Linked DNA regions of Zea mays: all the other regions are linked to region 3. A link is a contact called in public Hi-C data. All regions are on one chromosome and are shown on one strand. Each heading gives the region's core, a stretch centred on a gene start, on an enhancer-like site or on the middle of the called end of the contact. The rest is flanking DNA. Distances are from core to core; before and after follow the strand shown.

Evidence for each region. A called contact is a pair of places that touch in the nucleus more often than the background predicts.
Region 1: a Hi-C map of ear shows a contact between it and region 3, with 2.1 times the contacts expected there. The contact joins the promoter of LOC100274961 here to the promoter of LOC100193776 in region 3. A contact is called at or near these places in 3 of 25 Hi-C or Micro-C datasets (ear, leaf and tassel) and 1 of 3 datasets of contacts at active chromatin or transcription factors (leaf).
Region 2: a Hi-C map of tassel shows a contact between it and region 3, with 2.6 times the contacts expected there. The contact joins the enhancer-like site here to the promoter of LOC100193776 in region 3. A contact is called at or near these places in 2 of 25 Hi-C or Micro-C datasets (ear and tassel).

The regions. Positions count from the first base shown.
Region 1 is chr4:19,817,340-19,820,039 of Zm-B73-REFERENCE-NAM-5.0, reverse strand. LOC100274961 reads left to right here and starts at 1,372. Exons shown (of 4, transcript NM_001174537.1): 1 at 1,372-1,489; 2 at 1,660-1,755; 3 at 1,853-2,332. The coding sequence starts at 1,451. It also overlaps the pseudogene LOC111591476.
Region 2 is chr4:19,918,896-19,921,595 of Zm-B73-REFERENCE-NAM-5.0, reverse strand. No RefSeq gene overlaps it. Among protein-coding and RNA genes, the nearest start is that of LOC100147731, 8.5 kb to the left of the region's middle. Within about 2 kb of position 1,280, at least 18 of the 20 cell types and tissues checked have an H3K27ac peak or open chromatin away from gene starts, as enhancers often do. A contact at or near this core is called in ear and tassel, where this site is marked.
Region 3 is chr4:19,689,211-19,691,910 of Zm-B73-REFERENCE-NAM-5.0, reverse strand. It overlaps LOC100193776 (lazy plant1), which reads left to right and starts at 1,275. Exons shown (of 5, transcript NM_001138862.1): 1 at 1,275-1,367; 2 at 1,687-1,759. The coding sequence starts at 1,362.

The sequences.
Region 1 (2,700 bases), core at 123-2,622, 130 kb before region 3:
TCTTTAGTACTTAAGAGATTGCAACAACTAAATAGATGATTGACTCTAGTGTAAATGAGAGATCGTAAAAAATATTCCAGAGAGGCAACCATGATCCATGATAACATAAATGAGCCTTTAAGTTAAAAATCCATTAGCATGAGTCTATATTTAGGAAAGACTAGTACAACGCCCGTGCATTGCGACGGCACACAAACATATTTGATACCCATAAAAAATAAATGTAAGATCAGAGTGAACATATCCTATATTAAACTGATAAGAACAAATATTACACCTTATCTTAACCAAAAGCCCGAGAAAGGTATGAGTTGAATAGGAGCCCGACCCTTTTTTATAAGTCGCTCGGGTGCTCGTTCTCCTTCAGATAGCGAGATGGTACTATGTGGGAGTATTGCTCTGCGTATGGCTTCCTATCGTGTTGGGCTTGGATGGTTTCTCAATGCCCATTTGTTAGGCAAGAAGCGGTAAAAGAAATAGACCTACATGCTTCGATGTGATGCACAACCCACAAAACCGGTGCTTTAATATAGTAGAGAGTTGACATGCTAGAAGAGAGAGACACATCTTAGCTATCGCCTGTCACCGCCTCTTTCCCAGGTTTGCGAGCGCTCAAGCATTTGTTGCCCTTCTTCTCACTGTGTGTGTGGTGCTAGCACACCAGCGTAATAGTGTTTGATCCTTACAACCGTGGATACCATAAAGATGTCGCTGGCGTTGTTGTGGTGTTGAGCGGCAACGAATACGTGAAGAGTACAGGTAAATATGTTATTGTTGTTGGTACGTGAGGATGTAATACTATTTTCACTATATTGACGCATTCTTCTTCTATTGTACTACACGTCTAGTAATAATGATCTACACTTCTCTTGTTGCATGTTATCTTGGTCGAACCTAGTAGATTTTCTAGCTTTCTGCATGTAGGTCCAGTAATTCTGAAGTGTTGATATAGTGTGTGTATAAATGTGTGTGGATGTTTGTATCTGAATAAAGACCAAGCCTCCAATAATGCTGAGGAACATGGTATATGCCTGTAGCTAGATGCCATAGACCCACATCATCAGAAATTAAACAACACATAGAAACAGCTGGATTTTTCATATATGACACAGCAATTTGTCTATGCTCCCTTTGATAGAGACACGGACATTTGTTATGTGTGCCTCATCAATCAGTAGTGCTGTATAAAGAACCACGGCTAAACAGCTGTTGCATCCTAGTAGCGCTATATCTTGTTCCTTGAGGACCAGACTTAGAAGCACTATTATCCCTGCAGCTTGCCTCTTCAGTATACTCCATCCGCTGCCCCGCTTCTCCTCATACATATATACTCTGTCAAATCCAACTTGTTCCATAACTCTTGTTCTCCATCGAAGAACAGACGACATACTCTCTCTCTCTCTCTCTTTGTCTCTCTCTACTCTCTAGACAGTCGATTAAAGGTGCACAAATGTGCGGAAAGATGGAGCACATCCACATGGAACACAAGGTGTGTATTTCATCTAGTTTCTGTTCTAGCTAGAGATGTGAATCCATATATAACTACTGGTGTTTTGTTAAGATTAACTAAAAAGGTTAAAATAGTTTAATTCCTTGTTAGAGTCATGTACTAGTACTTACTGGTTGTTTGTGTGTGTGTGTATTCATCCAATTCATCAGGGCTTACTAGGTGGAGAATTTAAAGATGGAATCTGCGCCTCAGTTCCCAGCCCCCTTCCTGGCACATCAAGCAGGCCGAACAGCATGGTTGTGAAGGTAATTAAGCAGCTAGTAATAGTATACAAGCAGAAGGTTTGCTTGAATTTTCGTCCAGAAATAATTGTGTTTGTAATAAACATATATATATAAGCAGAAGGTTTGCCCGCGGGAGTTCATCCCGGCGCACATCATCGCGGAGGCGATCTCGACGCTGCACGGGCTGGACCTGCGGTGGTCGGGGCCCATCACGCCCAGCGAGCGGCAGTACGTGGAGCAGTACGTGCTGGCCATGTACCCGCAGTACTCGCACGGCCTCATCGAGGACGGCAGCTGCGACAAGGACGACCTCTACTCCACCTACTACATGTCGCCGGAGGCCGGCGGCGAGCGGCAGCGTTCGTCGCCGGCGGGGTCGCCGTCGTCGTCGGCCGGCACGAGGCCCGACTCGGCGGACACGGTCCGGCTGGAGCCGTCGCGGCTGCTGGACATGCTCACCAAGAAGTCGTCCTTCCCGGGGAGCTTCATCTCGATCCCGGAGATCCAGGCCAGGAACCGCGTGCTCAGCCACTGCGGCCTCACCGACGACGAGTACCTCGTCCTCTTCGCGCCCACGCCGAGGGACGCCATGATGCTGGTAGGCAGAGCCTGTCGTTGTGGTTACCATTATCATTAGTTAATTCATTATTACTACAACTATAATGGTTTTTAAATCATGCCGTAGCCGGTCTTAATTCTTCTGGTTCAAATTGTTTAACCATAGGGGTTTGGTTTGGGACTAAAATTAATTATCCTGTGTCACATCGGATGCTTAAATGTTTATTATGAGTACTAAATATAATAAACATTGGCGCTGCATCGGCCATGCAGCGCCGAGGGATGCTTAAATGTCACATCGGCGCTGCATGGCCGTACTTGGTTTTTTAAGTTAGTACTACAAAGCTTTGGGATAAACTATTGGGTGATTTGGAACATTGATATGGAGGACTAACGAGGTGCAAGTGG
Region 2 (2,700 bases), core at 31-2,530, 230 kb before region 3:
TACAATAAAATAAAAATATTTATGATATCAACTGAGCATTAAATTCTTTATCAATTATATTATTATTATAGTATTCATATTTAATATTATAGATATTTGTAATTTTCTCTATAATTTTGATTAGATTTCATATACTTTTTAAGATATTCACTTTTGTAGAAAGTGGGAATAATGACTTAATGGGTAGCACATGTCTATGATTAACAGCAACATATATTAGACATGTACAACCTAGAGACCCTGAATTGGTCTTTCAAGTACTACAGATAGCTAATAGACTGCATGACACGACTCTAAGTCTTTGAATCATAAATACAATTAAGAGGCAAAATTACAAATAAAGTTAAGAGACAATATATATAGAGAATCACTAATAATTAGCCTCTTGTATTTTTTTTTAAATAAATCTTATAGAGACTTACCCTGTATGTACATATACGGCTGGCTGTAGCTAGTAAAGTGATAGGGACAGCTCACAGCTGTCATTGCACTACGCTACTTTTAACGAACGAGGTCCCCACTATCCGTAGAGCAAAAATAGAGAGAGAGTTAGATGATGATAGGCACTCATAATGCAGATTTCTATTTTTAGTAATAACTTTGTCGTGTAGATAGTTAGATGATGATTTATACACAATAGAATAGAGAGAGTAAAAATCAAAGAAACAAATTGATGGTAGAATAAACTAAGGGTGTTATGTCCAACCTATATACAAGATTTGTGCAAAATACAAATACTCCCTCCGCCAAAATAGTACGTAGTCGTCTCTAGTTTAAAAACTTAAATCTCCTAAAATACTCGAGAACTAGGAAAAAATTATCTTAATTTCTCCCTCTGTCCTTGAGAATTTCGAAGAATTTACTAGTCCTTAGCATAGAAATTACGGCACCATAAAATTTAACGGGGTGTGTCCAACCATTCCGACTCACTGATTAATTTGTTCTGCATGCATGGTTCACGTGACACCACCACATGTTTGATACTGGGTCGAGATCGGTCGATAGATCGCCGGCACACGGACTGCCGTGGGTGGGTGATGGGTGGGACCACCTCCGACGACGACAGGCCATGTTTTTTTTTGGTGGTGTGGGCCAGATCGGGCAGGCGTGCAATCCGTGTTCGTTTGCCAATTAGCGCACTGTGCAAAAGTTTCGTCGTGTTGTTGTGCGCCAACAACCAATCATGTCGCTGCTGGTTGCATGCATGCGACAATAGCTAGCAGCTGGTCACGTCCGGATGAGGATGTTTCTGCACCACATGCATCATCCATCCTACCGTTGGTTCACAGATTAGCACCACACAGAGTTCACAGGTCCATTCATCCGCATCCACAGCTGGGCCTCGCTGGGCCGTGAGCCAGGCCCAACGCCGCCTCCACAGCCATGCGCTGCGCCCGTAACAATGATCTAAATACAAATACTTGCAACGCTGTCTATGAATGAAATAGATGAAACACCATTGGTTTTGTTAAAAGCTAAAATGGTAATAGAATATTAGTTAAACTTACTTGAAACATCACGTACTATTGTGCTATATAGTTAGACAAATACTTATCATGTTGTCGGTCATATAGATCTAATTAATGTTGCCGATCATACTTTTGACGTCGCCTCTCATGCTTTATCGTGTAGCCTAATCACGTCTTAAATATGAAGCAACTCTTGTGTCCTGTGGTTCAACGCATGTTAACTCTATAGGTATGCCACAAAGATGCTGCCTTTTAAGCTCTCATGCATTTGCTTTGAGTCAATCACTCTATTAAACATGGAGTGCCTGCAACACAATAATGTGGAACATCAATTTCATATGTGTATTATAGGATTTAAGGAAATACACCGTCCATTGATCTTTACAACTACTATTGATTTGGATATGTTGTTCCATGACATCCAATAATATAAACTTCCACATTGCTTGACATTACACCTCTGGCAACTTCCTGTATAAATAAGGGGGTGTTTGGTTTCTAGGGACTAATTTTAGTCCCTCCGTTTTATTCCATTTTAAGTCATATGTGTTAGTCATTGCAAACATATGATGTAATATAGGTTTTCATATGTTTAGCATTGCAGATATGACCATCAACATCATAAGTGTGTTTCTAATCATTGCCACGGTTCTATTTATGCTTCTTAGATCAATCTTGGAACACTTATGAAGCCTGGAGTTTGCGAACAACATGGTAAGCCTCCTCATGGAACTATCATCTATACATATATGTGTTCATAATTAGATAATTTATATGTTGAGAGTATAAGACAAAATACCCAAAATATTTTACCAGACAATATTGCTTCTCGATCAAGTAAATGGATGAACATCCTCGATTCTTGTCCATCGATTGCTTAAGGATCTCTTTGAAATATATATTATTTACCTGTATACGACCACATCACACTAAATCTTTGACAATCTTTCATGCTTTCTTATGAAACATGCATGTATGTGCATGGACCAACTAGTTTTCTTCCACTAGGAAATGAAAATGTTGCTGCAAAATAAAATGTGTGGTAAGGACAAATATGTACTATATTTCAAAAAAACTTAAGCACAAAATAAAATATAAAACAATCTTATATAAAAGTCATGCCACATTGCTCCTTGTGTATTTTGATAGTTCGTATTAACAGTGAACCGACAGTGGTCCAAAGATATGGCAGGAACTCAGTCACCACAAGGCATAGTTACCATTCATGGCC
Region 3 (2,700 bases), core at 26-2,525:
TGCAAAGTACGCATAGTTAGTGATAGCCTTATCCTCGTCATGCACATGTAGCATTGTTGAGTGCCACCTATTAGATGAAAAGATGCATACCAAACTTGCTTGGTGTTGGGAGTCTGTTGCCCTCTAAAACATTGCTTGCAGCGGTTAAACAATGATAGTGCATCCTCCTTGTTGTCATATGTTGGGAACAACAACTTGTGGTAGAGTTGTCGAAGGATGGGGAAGGAACTAGTGGTGTAGATGGGTGAGGGTACAACGATGGCGTGGCGACTCACTCTCGTAGTTGGTGTTGAATATTTGTTCATGACCTCCTCCTCAAGCTCGGGGATGGACGATCTCATATTTGAAGCCTCCTTGTTCCATGTTTCCCAAGAAAGCATCGACCTTAGCAAGGTGCTCTTGCACCTTGTCCATGCGCTTGGTGAGGTCGATCATGGGATCAATCTAACCTTTGAGTACCAAATGTCACATCCCTATGGAGACACATACACAGAGAAGAAATAATTTTATTCTTGTTTGGATTGAAACCATTACATTTCTCCTATATTTATAATATATATTGGACTTGTATTCCAAGCAAATTTAAATAGTCCTTATAGATTTGGACACTTATTTATTAACCAACAAATCTTCTTGCCTAAGCAAATTCTATCTTTATTTACTAACTAAACTCTATTTTATACTCCCTCCGTTCCACAATAGTGTTCATTTTGGCTCCTCATTTTTGTGTCCATATTCAGATGGATGAAAATGAATCTAGACACATACATCAAATATTGTATGAATCCACTGATATGTTAAAACGAATACTATTTTGGGACGGAGAGAGTATATTCCAAGATTGTTGAAGGCTATCTTTGGGTTTTCATCTTTTTGGAATTCTTCTGACCAGGAGGGACTCTATTTATATATTCCAAGAAAATTAAGGATATATAGCGGGGTACCTAAGGCATGTCGATAATAAAGACTCTGACTAATAGGACCGAGCAACTCGGATTCGGTGGAGTGACTCGGACTTGGACTGTGCAACTCGGATTCAGCCGGGATACTCAAAATCGAAATCCAAGGGACTCGGTCCATAGGTTAATACTCATTTAATTTATATATATATAATTAGTTTTATGATTAAACTATATTTTAATACTCATATTTTACATCTAAACGTTCGATGTGCGTGGAAGCAAACACCCCCTTAGACGTGGGACACCACCTCTTGTCGACCATTTGTAGCCTTCTTCATGTTCCGTTCTGCCGACTGATGGATCACTCCTGCAGCTGCAGCTGCAGTGCGTCGCCGCTACTCCATCGTCTATTAATGGCTCGTGTAGCTCCAGCGCTCGGCTTAGACAAGCCTCTCCAACATGAAGGTCAGTCAGTAGTCCCACCTGCTTCAATTTCTTCCTCAATTCCCATGCTCCTCCTACCTAGTTCGCTAGTCAACTGATTTCGTTTTGGAGTTCTCGAATTATCGCCCTCTTTTCTTTTGACCTGTTCAGCGACGGTGGTTTTGTGAGTAAAAAAAATAGAGCACCAATGCAGCTGCAAATCATTCTCTACGCCTCCCTAATTAGCTTGCTCTGAATTGTTTGTGCTGCGGTTCAGTCAGTTGATTGGTAGGCAACAAGAGCTCTGTTTCTGAATTATGACCCATTTTTTTAACGCATGCATGTGTGTGTGTGTGATCAGCTCCTGGGTTGGATGCACCGGAAGTTACGACAGAACAGCAATGATGTGTTCAAAGAGTTCAACAACGCTGCAGGTACATTCATCCATCTGCCCTCTTCTTCCTTGCACTTTTTTTATTGGATCTGTTCATCAAACATCTCTTCAGTTTTGCCCTCTTCTTGCTTTTAATTCCATGGTCAAGAAGAGAAACGAAAGCAGACTTTCCATGCTCATCTTTCATAGATCATGAAGTGATTGATCATAACTGACAAGCAGGCACACATGTGGAGCCAGCTCAGCACACAATCCTCCTGTGCTCCACACGTCAGCCACAGTCCGTGCATAGTGTAGTTTCAGAAGAACGCTAGGTTTTGAACGGGTCCCTGAACTTTTGCTGTTTGTCACATTGGACTGGACTCTGGCACATGCCATTCCTTTCCAGCTTTTAGTCTAGCTCGACAGTCTCGAAATATAGTTCTTTCTAATCCACCTATTTTCTGTCCGTGTTCATTTAAATGATAATAAATATAAATATACATACAAACTACATTTATATAATATTTAATAAATGTATAATTAGTTTTAAAACGACTTATATTTTAGAATAAGGGGAGTATTTCTTTATAGCAACATTGTCCTATACGAAGGCATCCTCATTTTTTTGCAAGGTATGTATTGCAGGATTTTTTTTTCACGCGCGTTTTTTAGTCATATACCACGTGTTGGTATTTTCGTATAGCTTAGTGTGGGCTGAAAAAATGTCAGGACATCCAGTTCGAATTTAAATATTTGATCGATTTAACAGAAGCTGTCCATATGTAAATTCCGTACTGACCACCTTAGCTGACACCGTACATATTCCATAGGAAAACAAAATACTCAATTTTGGTTTTAATTTTTTTTTTGTGGAGATCTTAATTTCAGATTGTTTTTATCTTACCATCACAAGTTTTTGCCCCCATTGCTTTGACTTTAAGAACAATGTGGTATTCAAAAGCTAAAACGACTATTATTTTAGAACGAATGGAGTACTTG